Regions from separate parts of the Zea mays genome. Here regions 2 and 3 are each linked to region 1. A link is a contact called in public Hi-C data. All regions are on one chromosome and are shown on one strand. The core of a region is the stretch at or near the end of the contact, and the rest is flanking DNA. Distances in the headings are between cores, read along the strand shown.

Region 1 (3,790 bases), core at 945-3,444:
CCCTAAACACCACTACTCAATGACACACAACCGATAAGTGACATCCTCGATAAAGATGTTGATGTCAAGCAGGGTCTCTATGGAAATAACCTCCTAAGCCAATTTCTTTAGCACGACCTCAACAACGGCTAAAATGCATTCAATCACTAATTGGTAGTGGTGAACCTGGTTTAAGCATCTTCTTCATCTTCATTTGAAGGAACAAGCTTAAATTTTCGATTTTGGAGAGTTTTTCCCTGCATACTCGTTTCTGGCCATTTTGGGTGTTTTGTTGTGCTCGTCGGTCATCACTAAAGATATCCAGCCACTTGTTGATTTGCGAGAATTTTTTTCGACTTTTAGTGTTTTAGAGGTTTAGGTGAAGCTTTGGGAAGTGAGTCAAGATTGTCCGTGAGCAAAGATGTTTATTGGCTGCTCCTATTTACCCTCTCTGACCGTTTGATTCTATCCTTCACGCATATATTTATATAATACATCTTCAGGTAAAAAAGAAAGTTGTAATTACCCTCTCTGACAGTTGTCGAAAATTATATCATTTCTGATGGTCGAGGCAGTTCGTCGAAAATTACATTACTTTTGATGGTCTTTAAAGACAGCCGTCAGAAGTAATTAGGACCCTCGGATTTTGTGTAGTGTTTTATGACAAGGCATAAGCCGGCCGGCCTGGGGACTCATAAGCCCGGCCACGTGCAGCGGCGTCGGCGGCCCACCGAGCACATGCGTTGACTAAGAAGCAGCCACTGTTTGGTTAACTGTGTAGAACGAGGTTGAAGCTGCACCCGCAGATGCAACGTAGACCAAAAATATATTCCCTTGTTGCAAACATATTCCCTTGTTGCATACACGGATACGCTCGGACGTTCCGTTTCTCGCTGCCCAGGCTCGCCAGAGCCAGGCGCCGCTCGGCGTCTAACCAATCAGTCGGTCTGTGATTCCGCTCGCGTCGGCGGACTCACGGCTGCGAACTGAAGGCAACAAAACGCCGCGGTGACGTCGACGGGCGCGCGAAGCTGACGAGCTTGAGCCGGAGCGCGACGTCTCGACCAAGCCTCTGGGCTCTCCGGCTCTGGCATCGGATGCTCGCTCGGCATCTCTGCAACACATTTCGTACGTCTCGATCTCTCTCAGTGAAAGCCCAACCTCCCCGGCCGGCCGGTCCCGGCCGTGTCCCTCCCAAGAGATGTGGATCTATGGACGACTTGCGCGCGGACGCATGCATGCACTGCAATCAGAGCCGCCGCCAGGGGACCTCTCGGCAGCAGATAACTGTGCGCTCGACGCGTCAGGGGCCTTCAATTCATGGTTGCCAGTGGCCGGCCAAGCTAGAGCAAATCTGTGGGTGATTGATGCACTTGACTCGTGGATGCATAAGGATTTATTTTACGGGTTGTTCATGTATGGTTAAATTTTAACTAGTTAATTCTATAGATTCTGCATTTTTTTGATGCATTTGCAAGCAGTAGCTGTAGATGTAGTGTAGCTTCGGCCCTGGCTGCTGCCCGATCTCGCCTGCCCAGGCGCAGCAGCTAAAGCTAACAGACAGACCCCTTTACTAGTTGCGCAATAGTGGCTGTGAGGTTGCTGCTGCTCAAGAAGCGGCGCGTGGCCATAGAAAATACGCGGTGCAGCAGCCAACGAACCGCCATCATCGCCGTCGCCGTCGTCTAAAACAGTGTGTGTATGGGGTGAGCTGCAGCTGCACTGGATGGGTGGAGCTAGGCGGAATCCCTGTCCGGCCGGCCTGGTCCTTCGCCGACTACTATTAACTCTTCTGTTGGACTGGACAGCACATGTCGACGACGATTCGTCGTTAACTAGTTAGGTGCGAGTTTGTCATTCGAGCAGCAGCACAGATCGATCGATCGATCGACCAGTGACAACTTCGATCGGCTAGATCTGGAGCACTGTGGCGACTTAATTTGCTGTACGATCCGCCGTCTCAACCTTAGTTTCTCCGTCCGTCGCTAGCGCTGCCGCTGCTCGCCTCGCGCGCGGTATATCTTTAGAACGGCTGGGACCGTGCGTGTGCCCCAGAGCTATATATGGGCACATCTAATAGCCCAGCTACTACCTGATCTGAGGTAGCGGCCAATTGAATTTCTGGTCCAGGAACAGCTTAATACTGCCGTGCACGTACGGTGCATCACCCTGCTAGCTACCCTGGCCCTCAAGGCGCGCGCGCGCTTCATCTCATTAACTCTCATCAAAGAGGACCTGCGTATACGTGGCAGAGAAGAGATGCATGGTCCTTCCAGAGACTCCAAGTATGTCTGTGGGGGCATGTCTGTCAGCAGCAGCGCTAGCTCGAGGATCGGATCCGACGATGTCGTTGGCCGCACCTTCTTCACTTCTCTGTTATTATCGCGGTATCGCCACTGTCATTCCTCTACCGGCGGCGCTACTCTTCGACCAAGGGGATCATCATCACGTACAGCGTGCCTTTACTGCAAAAATCAACTCTAATCGGGTAAATTTGGCGTGTATTTGTTTCACTCTCTAATCTGCGTAATCTGTCCAATATAATTTGTTGGATTGATCTCAAGAACTCAGATCCAACTCATGATAGTGCGTCCCCCTCTCACGCACAACGGAGATAAAAACTAAGGACGAGGCTTTGCACAATTTCTTTGACTAGTGTCTTAAAGCACTCGGCAAAGCCTGAAAAACACTCGGCGAAAACTTTGCCGAGTGACACTTGAAAAAAAGGGGCTCGGTGCACTGTATATCGGCAACGACTTATTTGCTAAGTGCTTTTTGTCGGTCACTCGGTATTGACGAGTGGCACGTGTCTCTCGACAAAGAAAAGTCACCGTCACGACGACAAGTGAGGGCAACCAAGACTTTTCCGAGTGCTATCGTGACACTCGGCAAAGGCTCACTCTTTGCTGACTGTCTATTGTACTGACACTCGGCAAAGAAGCACCCCGTGGATCCTTTGTCAGTTCCTTCGCCGAGTGTATTAGGAGGAGCCTTTACCGAATGCCCACTGGACAAGCTCTCTGCAAAGAGAGCACCAACGGGCCCCTTTGTCAGTTCCTTTGCCGAGTGCATTTGTTGGCACTCGACAAAGGTTGCTTCTCTGCCGAGTGTCCCGGCCACAACACTCGGCAAAGAAGCTTTACTAGTTCCCATGTGTGTCTTCTTTGCCGAGTGTTATGGACATGACACTCGACAAAGTTACTAGAATACCCATTTTTATTTGTTTTTGTTGTTCCATCCAACAAACAAAAGATATATCACATAATCATCACATATACATCACAGATCACAGAATCATCACATACATCAAACACACAACATAACTCACAAAGATCACATGTTTCTTCACAAAGATCACATGTTTCTTCACAAAGTCACAAGTACCACAAAATAGTTCACATCACTAACAAGTACTCACATAAACAAGTCCACAAACATCCAATATATAGTATAAACATGTCTCACAACTAAGTTTAGAAGAACATAAACGAGGTGGGCGGCTGGACTGGTTCGACGATGGGCTAGGCGATCCATGAGGGTTGTTGGATGCTGCAGATTGTCACTACATAGAGAAGAGATTGCATGTGTTATACCAGATGAATATATATTATGCAGGACTAGAATTTTGATACACACAGGAGTATGGAACTGAACAGGGTCAGCTAGAGGGAATAATGGAGGTGGTGGAGCAAAACACCGTGTGGCGCCAAGGCTCTACATGTACTGGAACATCTCCGTCATCCTCTACTGATGTGCCAAGCGAGCCACTCGCTCCACCCTCATCCTCGCCTCCATCTCCTGCCGTTCCCTC
Region 2 (3,715 bases), core at 1,113-3,612, 140 kb after region 1:
ACAACTTGCGCAGATAAAATCGTGACGTTGTTGTGTGCACATTTCCACGTTGACGACACGGCGTGACTTTGCTCATGCCACGTGCACGTCAACAATGATTATACTACTACTACTTACCGAACGGTACGTACGTACGTGCGGCTGCTGTCGCGTACTACTGCCTCTTCACGTTTATGCTGATAACTTACTACAGAGATAAACAACGATCGAGAAAGCGTAGATACTTTGCTGTGGAAATCATCACATTTTGCTCCTGCAAGATGCATGGACGGAGATCAATCATCGTGTGCATGCATGGCAACCAATGCAAGCAAGGCTGTTTATGTTTAGTTTGAGAGCGGGCAACAAACATGGCCACATGACAGTTCTTGTCCCTGTCATGCATGCACCCACTCTTTAACCAAGTGGGAATTTACTTATTGGACAGTATTTTTGGATACATGGATTTCCTGCGTCTCGAGGTAGAACAAGCACCCGTGTGGCCTTATATATGGTTGTTCTAGTACTCTTTTTTAAAGGAAAATAGAACAAATTGATTTGTTTGCCAATAATATATTAGGTTCTTATTCACAAATTCACTGCAAGGCTTGATCTTATCCTTGAATCACTAGTATGCAACGCAGGGGTGGACCTAGCCCAAAATAAGAGTGGGGGCCTAAATAGAGGTTTAGTAGCTAATAAATTTTTGTTTTTACGGTAAATAATGTAAAAGGCCCACTAAAACTAGAAAAATCGAGGCAGGGCACGTACGTGCCCCCGCTCCACTAAAACTATATCTATTGCACTCCATCTATTTTAAATTATAAGACATTCTAATAAATTTTTAAAGAGTCAAATTATTTCAAATTTCATAGAAAAACTGTAAAGATTTATGACATTAAATAGGCATACTACAAAAATATAATTAATAAAAAATCTCATAGTACTTATTTGTATCATAAGTACTATTGTTTTATTATATAAATTTATTCAAACTTGGGATGCTTTGACTCCAAATTTTTTTTTGAAAGTGGGAATGATCTATAAGCTAGGATGAAGGGGTATGTATCATGTCTCATGTGTGCGCTTTAGCTTAAACAAATTTGGTGGCCAGTCCCCCCGCACAAAAAAGAAGCCTACACATGGTCCGAAGAAAAGTCAGCACACTTTGCATTCTCTCGCCACCTTGTACTAATGTGAAAGCATGCCGCGCCAAGACTCGTCGTTGGATATTGAAAGTCCTAGATCGATGGACAGAAACTAAAAAGAGCTGTGTGAGCATGACTGGAGAACTAAAAACAGACGAAGAAAATAATGTGGGCGTTTCCAGGAATCTATTTATTATTATATGAACCAAAATAAACTGCAGCAGCGGATATATATATATATATACCGTGTCCTTTCAGAAACTAGAATCACAAGTGTGAATATATATGTACTTTATAGAGAGAGAGAAAAAAAAAGTCTACAAGACATTATTACGTTTCAAATTTAAAACCGACCTACATATATGTGTGTTTTTTTTTTATAAATTCATCATGCACCATTGGATCGCCCATGTGTTATATATAGTTTGGCATCTAGCTAGCATCACTACTTGATTTTGTTGATTCGTTGTCCCATGCACCATGATGACAGGATACTTTGGCACCCAAACCAATAGAGAAAAACTAAGGACATGTTTGGATCCTACAAGCTAAAATAAAAATGACTAAAATTTATTCACTTAGGAGCTAAAGATCTGAACAGGAACAACTAAAAGTGACTAGAATGGTAAAAAAAACATCAATTTACTCACTTTTATCTCTACCTGTTTGGATGTTTGGATCTTCAGCTCTTAAATAACTAAACTGTAATCACTTTTGCATTAGCTCCTAGGATCCAAACATGCTCTAAATGGGGTTAATCTCGATGGTAAAAACATGTCAAACTCTCAGAGAACTTGCTCTTGTCCTTTTACTAGGGATAGGAAATGAGTCTGTAGCTCAACTGATTAAGGTAAGAGGTATGTTCATACTTTCCATAGAAACCCTTGGTTATAGTTATATACCAAGTACTGGTTTTATTTGTTTTCTTTTTTTTTTCTCGCGGTATACTTAATTTTAACGTTTTCTTATACATGCGCGATGCTTGATTATAGCACGCAGCCGACGTATAGGTATCAAGTACATTGCACGAGTCATACACGTCTACATCCGCATTCAAGTTGAGAAAAAAAGTACAATAGAAAAAAAATTCAACATCTGGAAATATATTTTGCTAAAGGATTGGAATTAAACTAGCTAGGCCTCAGGGTATATACGCAAACATGTGCATGGTTCCAAAATAGAAACATGTCATTCTCTATATATAGAGCGTCGCGCGGCAGCAGCATACCATACTACCACGCCCTCACAGGCCTGCATCATCTATCTTCTTGTATATCATCTTGTCCCAGCCCTAGCAAGCAAGCAAGCCTAGAACAGTAAAGTCTCGTCAATAATTCCATACTGTTTCTAGCTATCGCCTAGCGGCAGCGGCGAATACTATCACAGTCCGGCATCATCAGATAGAGGCTGCTCTGCTGCAGGCAGTACGCAAGCACGCACACACGCCAAGAAACCAAAGCGAAGATAGCACTCCAGAGGGAGCAGCGCGAGCTGTACGTAGCTGTAGCTCATCATGGGTATTGAGAGCATGAGCCCCACGGCGGCGGCGCCGGAGGACAGCTCTTCCGCCGCGTCCACGGCCACCACGGAGTCCGCCGCCGCCGCGCAGCCGCCGCCCGCTGCCGCACCACCAGGCGGCGGCGCGGTCGGCGGCGGAGACGCCGTCGCCGTCTCGCCGGCGGCGGACGAGCAGGCCGTCACGTCGCAGCCGTCGGCGGTGCCGCAGGGCTCCTCGCGCTTCAAGGGCGTGGTGCCGCAGCCCAACGGCCGCTGGGGCGCGCAGATCTACGAGCGCCACGCCCGGGTGTGGCTCGGCACGTTCGCCGACGAGGAGGCCGCGGCGCGCGCCTACGACGTGGCCGCGCTCCGCTACCGCGGCCGCGAGGCGGCGACCAACTTCCCGGGCGCCGGCGCGTCGGCGCCCGAGCTCGCCTTCCTGGCCGCCCACTCCAAGGCGGAGATCGTCGACATGCTGCGGAAGCACACCTACGCCGACGAGCTGCGCCAGGGCCTGCGGCGCGGCCGCAGCCGCGCGCAGCCCACGCCGGCCTGGGCGCGCGTGCTGCTGTTCGACAAGGCGGTCACGCCCAGCGACGTCGGCAAGCTCAACCGCCTCGTGGTCCCCAAGCAGCACGCCGAGAAGCACTTCCCGCTGAAGCGCGCGCCGCCGTCGGTGGAGGCGCAGGCGCCCACCACCGCCAAGGGCGTGCTCCTCAACTTCGAGGACGGGGAGGGCAAGGTGTGGCGGTTCCGCTACTCCTACTGGAACAGCAGCCAGAGCTACGTGCTCACCAAGGGCTGGAGCCGCTTCGTCAGGGAGAAGGGCCTCCGAGCCGGGGACACCATCGTCTTCTCCCACTCCACGTACGGCTCGGAGAAGCAGCTCTTCATCGACTGCAAGAAGACCAAGACGACGACGCCCGCCACCGACGGGGTACCGGTACCATCACCAGCACCAGCGGAGAAACCAAGCGAGGCCCGTGTAGTCAGGCTGTTCGGCGTCGACATCGCCGGAGCCGGGTGCCACCACCAGAAGCGCGCACGGCCGGTGGAGATTTCGTTCGACCATGGGCCGCAGGCGGAGTCGT
Region 3 (3,937 bases), core at 121-2,620, 200 kb after region 1:
AACGAGAGTGGAGTGGACTGCTGGGCAGCGTAGCCTGAGCCAGCTAGCTATAGCTCTGTCCCCCTCCCCTCCCCTAGCTGCTGGCTGCTGCTGCTGCCGCTCCCTGTGTCTGTCTGTCTGTCTGTATGCGCCTCTTGATAATTGTTAAAGCTGCGTGCGTGTGCATATGCATTGCATTGGTTCAAATAACGCATGATATAGATGCCACTTGCGCAACATGTTTTTTTTTTGGGTTTCCTTTCGTCTGACGTGCATGGCAGCTGGAGGAGTGTGGTAGAGTTGTTGCTTTGCAAGGTTCAAAGGACCTGTCTGATTCATGGTGTTGTGCAGGGCAGCATGCATGTCATTTCTGCCGTCCTCGTCGTCGTCGTCGATGGCCGACTACTACTACGGTCTCGGTACTACCATTGATTGGGTCCCCATCGACGCATGTACGGTATGGATACCATACCAGCCAATACTCAAATATTGTGTGCCCATGCATGCATACGTCTCTATCTGCGTGTGGGGGTGAGTTTTGTGATCTGATGAGTAGTTTATTTATACACTAGTAATAATATTAGTGGAGGATGACATTTGCTGCTAGCTTGGCGGCTGAAGCCTAATTTTGACACGTTTACGAAATCCGCACGACGGCGAAAGAGAGTGTTTAAGTATACACGTCTTCCAGGAGGAGCTGACTCCCGAGTCCCGACTTCGCCACTTGTCAGGTTTTATATAAAACCACCCCCACACCGTACGTGCTGCCAAACTGGGGCTTCGAAAGATGCATGCATACGATCGATTAATAGCTCCAAATAAAAAAAATTATGTAATATTCCGCGCGTGCCTAATTGCATATGCGTGGACGTGGCTGTGCTGATGCATTTATATGCTGCCTCCTGTTTCATTTCCCTCTCTGCAACGCACGCACGCATGCATGCATCCTCTGCTTTTTATTTATTGAGGCGAGGAGAGGAGATAGCTACAATTAAAGTTACAGTAGTTCTTTGTATACATAATACTCGGTATATAGTATTTATACTCGTAGGCATGCATTAGGCACGATTAAAGCGCGCGCCGGCAGACGGCATGAACTTGGTGTGAGAGAGAGATGATAAGGATGACCTAACCTTATCTACGCACAGTTGGTCTGACAAAATGCATGCATGTCCGTCCAAAGAAACTTGAGCAGGCAAGACGACGCCGGACACGTACGCTTCTGTCTAGTGTAGACCGTACGAGTAGTAGTATACGTCTTCTCCTTTCGATCATCAGTTCTTCTCCTTTCGATCATCAGTTCGTTGTGCAACGGAGTCGGAGAGTACATGTCAGTAACACCCATGGTGGACATGGATGGACGATCGATCGATGAGTCCCGTCGTTTTCTAGCTGACACACGACGCGTGCATAGCTGAGCCAGAGCCCAATCTCATCTGTGTACTGCAACTGCAGCACCATCACGTGCACCGATGAATCCAGCCAAACCAGTCAGGAACCAACACCCAGACGTCGCTATTATTACCACCACAGCAACCTACCTGCATTGCTCGCTTTTTCTAGCTGGTAACCATGAGTAGTTAATATACTAAGTAAATAGATGATGGCTATACTGAGTAGTTACTATACTAAGCAACTAATCAAAAATACAGAACGTGCAGATCATTCAGAACTGCTGAAGTTTGTGGTAGATATAATATGGAAACCGTAAAAAATTTGAACCATTACTGAGATGTGCAGATTCTAGCGGAGGTAAATACCTCAAATAGAACGCCCGAGAGAATTAGATCACCTCCAGAATATACCCTCTCTAATAAAATGGCCCTGCAAGTAAAATCGGAAAAAAAAAGAAACTGGGCGTAAAAACCAAGGAACGTTAGTGAAATAGCTATACATACAGTCTGCAACCACAAGGACTCCACCACGCTAACAATTATTATTCCATAATAATACACCCGTGGAAAAATTCCATGTGCAACAATAAAAATGAAATAGGCTGACAACAGAGGCCCATTGGTAGCCCAACACGAGAAACCAGCTGGCATGATTAGCCGTAGTTGGGACACCAAATTGTAATGTAACGCAACTTCCACTTCGAAGCAGAACAATCCAAGTCATAAGATGCAATATACATTTGTGTGGTGCAGCCGCCCGTGCATGGGTGGGTGCGCGCGTCTGTCAGCCCTCCTCGCCGAACTCCTTCGTGAACCTCTCGTGCACCTCCAGGTCCTTCTTGCTAACCGTCGGCCTCTGCCTCGACAGGACCTTCTCGAAGTCCGCCCTCGAAATAGGGGGCGGAAGAATCTACGTTCAAAACAGGACACCTTTGTTGCCTTAGAGCAGTTCGACCGGGAAGCCCTCTCTCTCTCTCTCTCTCTTAACACTGCAATGGAAGAATGGGCCATCTTGTGTGTTGTGTGTTACCTTCGCAGCGAGGCCTTTGGATGCAAGCTCCTGCATGGTGGTCTGCACGGCGCCCGGTTGCTTCGGTCCACATGGCATCCACATGTCACCGTCCGCCTTGAAGAAGAACATGGCGTCCTGCGTTTTGCGCACGGGTTCAAATAACACGTCCTTAACCTGGTCGAGGGAAAAAAAATGTATCAGATTTCATTGCTTAGTACAATGTGAGACTGAGCAGTGAAGCATAGTGATGACAGATGCACAAGTTCAGAAATTACTTACACAGACAGCAACGTCAGAACCAGAAAACCCGTCTGTCCGACGGGCCAAGCTCTCGAAATCACTTTCAGTTAAACTGTGTGGTGTATCCCCGAGATGGACCTGTATGAATTGATGGTTCCAAATGTTAGCCAATGGATTGTAAACCATGGAACAGGACAAACTTAGTTATGTTAACCTTAAACATGTGTTGCCTTGCTTTCAAGTCAGGTAGCGGAATGTAGATACGCTTGTCAAATCTTCGCCGCACAGCCTGCAACAATGAATCAGTCAAAGAACCAAACAGTGTTTCACAAGATAATGGGGACGTTACTTTTTTTTGGCGAAGTTGTATTCGGTGCAAAACTGTACTCCCTCTATCCCAAAAAGAATGCAATTCTCACTTTTCGAGTCAAACGGTTTGAAGCTTAACCAAAGTTAGACAAAAAGTATTAACATTTATGATACAAAATAAGTACCACTAAATCATTAATTCTGGAATATATTTTCATAGTAAACATAGTTGAAGACGTAAATTTTAATAGTAATCACTATAAATTTGGTCAAACTTGGGCTAATTTGACTTGCACAGATACCCTAGCTAGTTGCATCATCTTCAGGACGGAATATTCGGCAAGTTTTTTGTAACCTGGTCCAGAGCATATGGCGTATTCGTGGCAGCAAGAACAAGAACTTTATCATCATTGTGACCAACACCCTGGGAATCAAGTACAGAAAATATGATCATGTCAGTTTAACATCAAAGAAGGCATAGAATGCTGAGATTAAGAAAACAAGTCCTCTAAACAAACGGAGAAGCAGAATCTTCAGAGAATTTCAGTTCTACTTTTTTTACATGTAAATAAAATCTTGGACATCAGAAGGCTATCATATTCACTGATTAATTATAGTCAACATGTATTAATAACAGCAAAAAGTCGGGAGTTTCATCAGATAGGTTGTATGCAATCACTGGATAAACAATTAGATTTTTCTGTGTTGAAAATTTGACAGAGTATAGCAATGAGCTAATGACATCTACAAATACTAGGATCAGTTTTAAAACATAGTATAGCATTCAAGCTAATAATGTGTTGACAGTATCGGAATCCTTTGTGCTGACTAGCCAATTCTACATGACCTGAATAAGCTCGGTAACATATCTCTGGAGCTAACAACTCAGACAAAAGAAGAAAAAAAAAGAGCATCATCACTCATAACTTTGGACACTAGCAATTGATGGCACATTATCACAATTCTCAGAATAACAGCTCCAGACATTCGCGAAATAAGTTTA

What was found. A called contact is a pair of places that touch in the nucleus more often than the background predicts.
Region 2: a Hi-C map of leaf shows a contact between it and region 1, with 3 times the contacts expected there. The contact joins the promoter of LOC109944961 here to the enhancer-like site in region 1. A contact is called at or near these places in 8 of 25 Hi-C or Micro-C datasets (bundle sheath, ear, leaf and 2 more).
Region 3: a Hi-C map of ear shows a contact between it and region 1, with 5 times the contacts expected there. The contact joins two enhancer-like sites. A contact is called at or near these places in 4 of 25 Hi-C or Micro-C datasets (ear, endosperm, leaf and 1 more).

The regions. Positions count from the first base shown.
Region 1 is chr3:19,687,660-19,691,449 of Zm-B73-REFERENCE-NAM-5.0, reverse strand. No RefSeq gene overlaps it. Among protein-coding and RNA genes, the nearest start is that of LOC542610, 15 kb to the left of the region's middle. Within about 2 kb of position 2,194, at least 13 of the 20 cell types and tissues checked have an H3K27ac peak or open chromatin away from gene starts, as enhancers often do. A contact at or near this core is called in ear, endosperm and leaf, where this site is marked.
Region 2 is chr3:19,549,591-19,553,305 of Zm-B73-REFERENCE-NAM-5.0, reverse strand. It overlaps LOC109944961 (AP2/ERF and B3 domain-containing protein), which reads left to right and starts at 2,362. Exons shown (of 1, transcript XM_020550729.3): 1 at 2,362-3,715. The coding sequence starts at 2,641.
Region 3 is chr3:19,490,129-19,494,065 of Zm-B73-REFERENCE-NAM-5.0, reverse strand. It overlaps LOC100283774 (vacuolar sorting protein 4b), which reads right to left. Exons shown (of 8, transcript NM_001412581.1): 4 at 3,290-3,358; 5 at 2,840-2,914; 6 at 2,665-2,763; 7 at 2,404-2,559; 8 at 1,834-2,303. The coding sequence ends at 2,094. Among protein-coding and RNA genes, the nearest start is that of LOC100283774, 8.8 kb to the right of the region's middle. Within about 2 kb of position 1,370, at least 19 of the 20 cell types and tissues checked have an H3K27ac peak or open chromatin away from gene starts, as enhancers often do. A contact at or near this core is called in ear, endosperm and leaf, where this site is marked.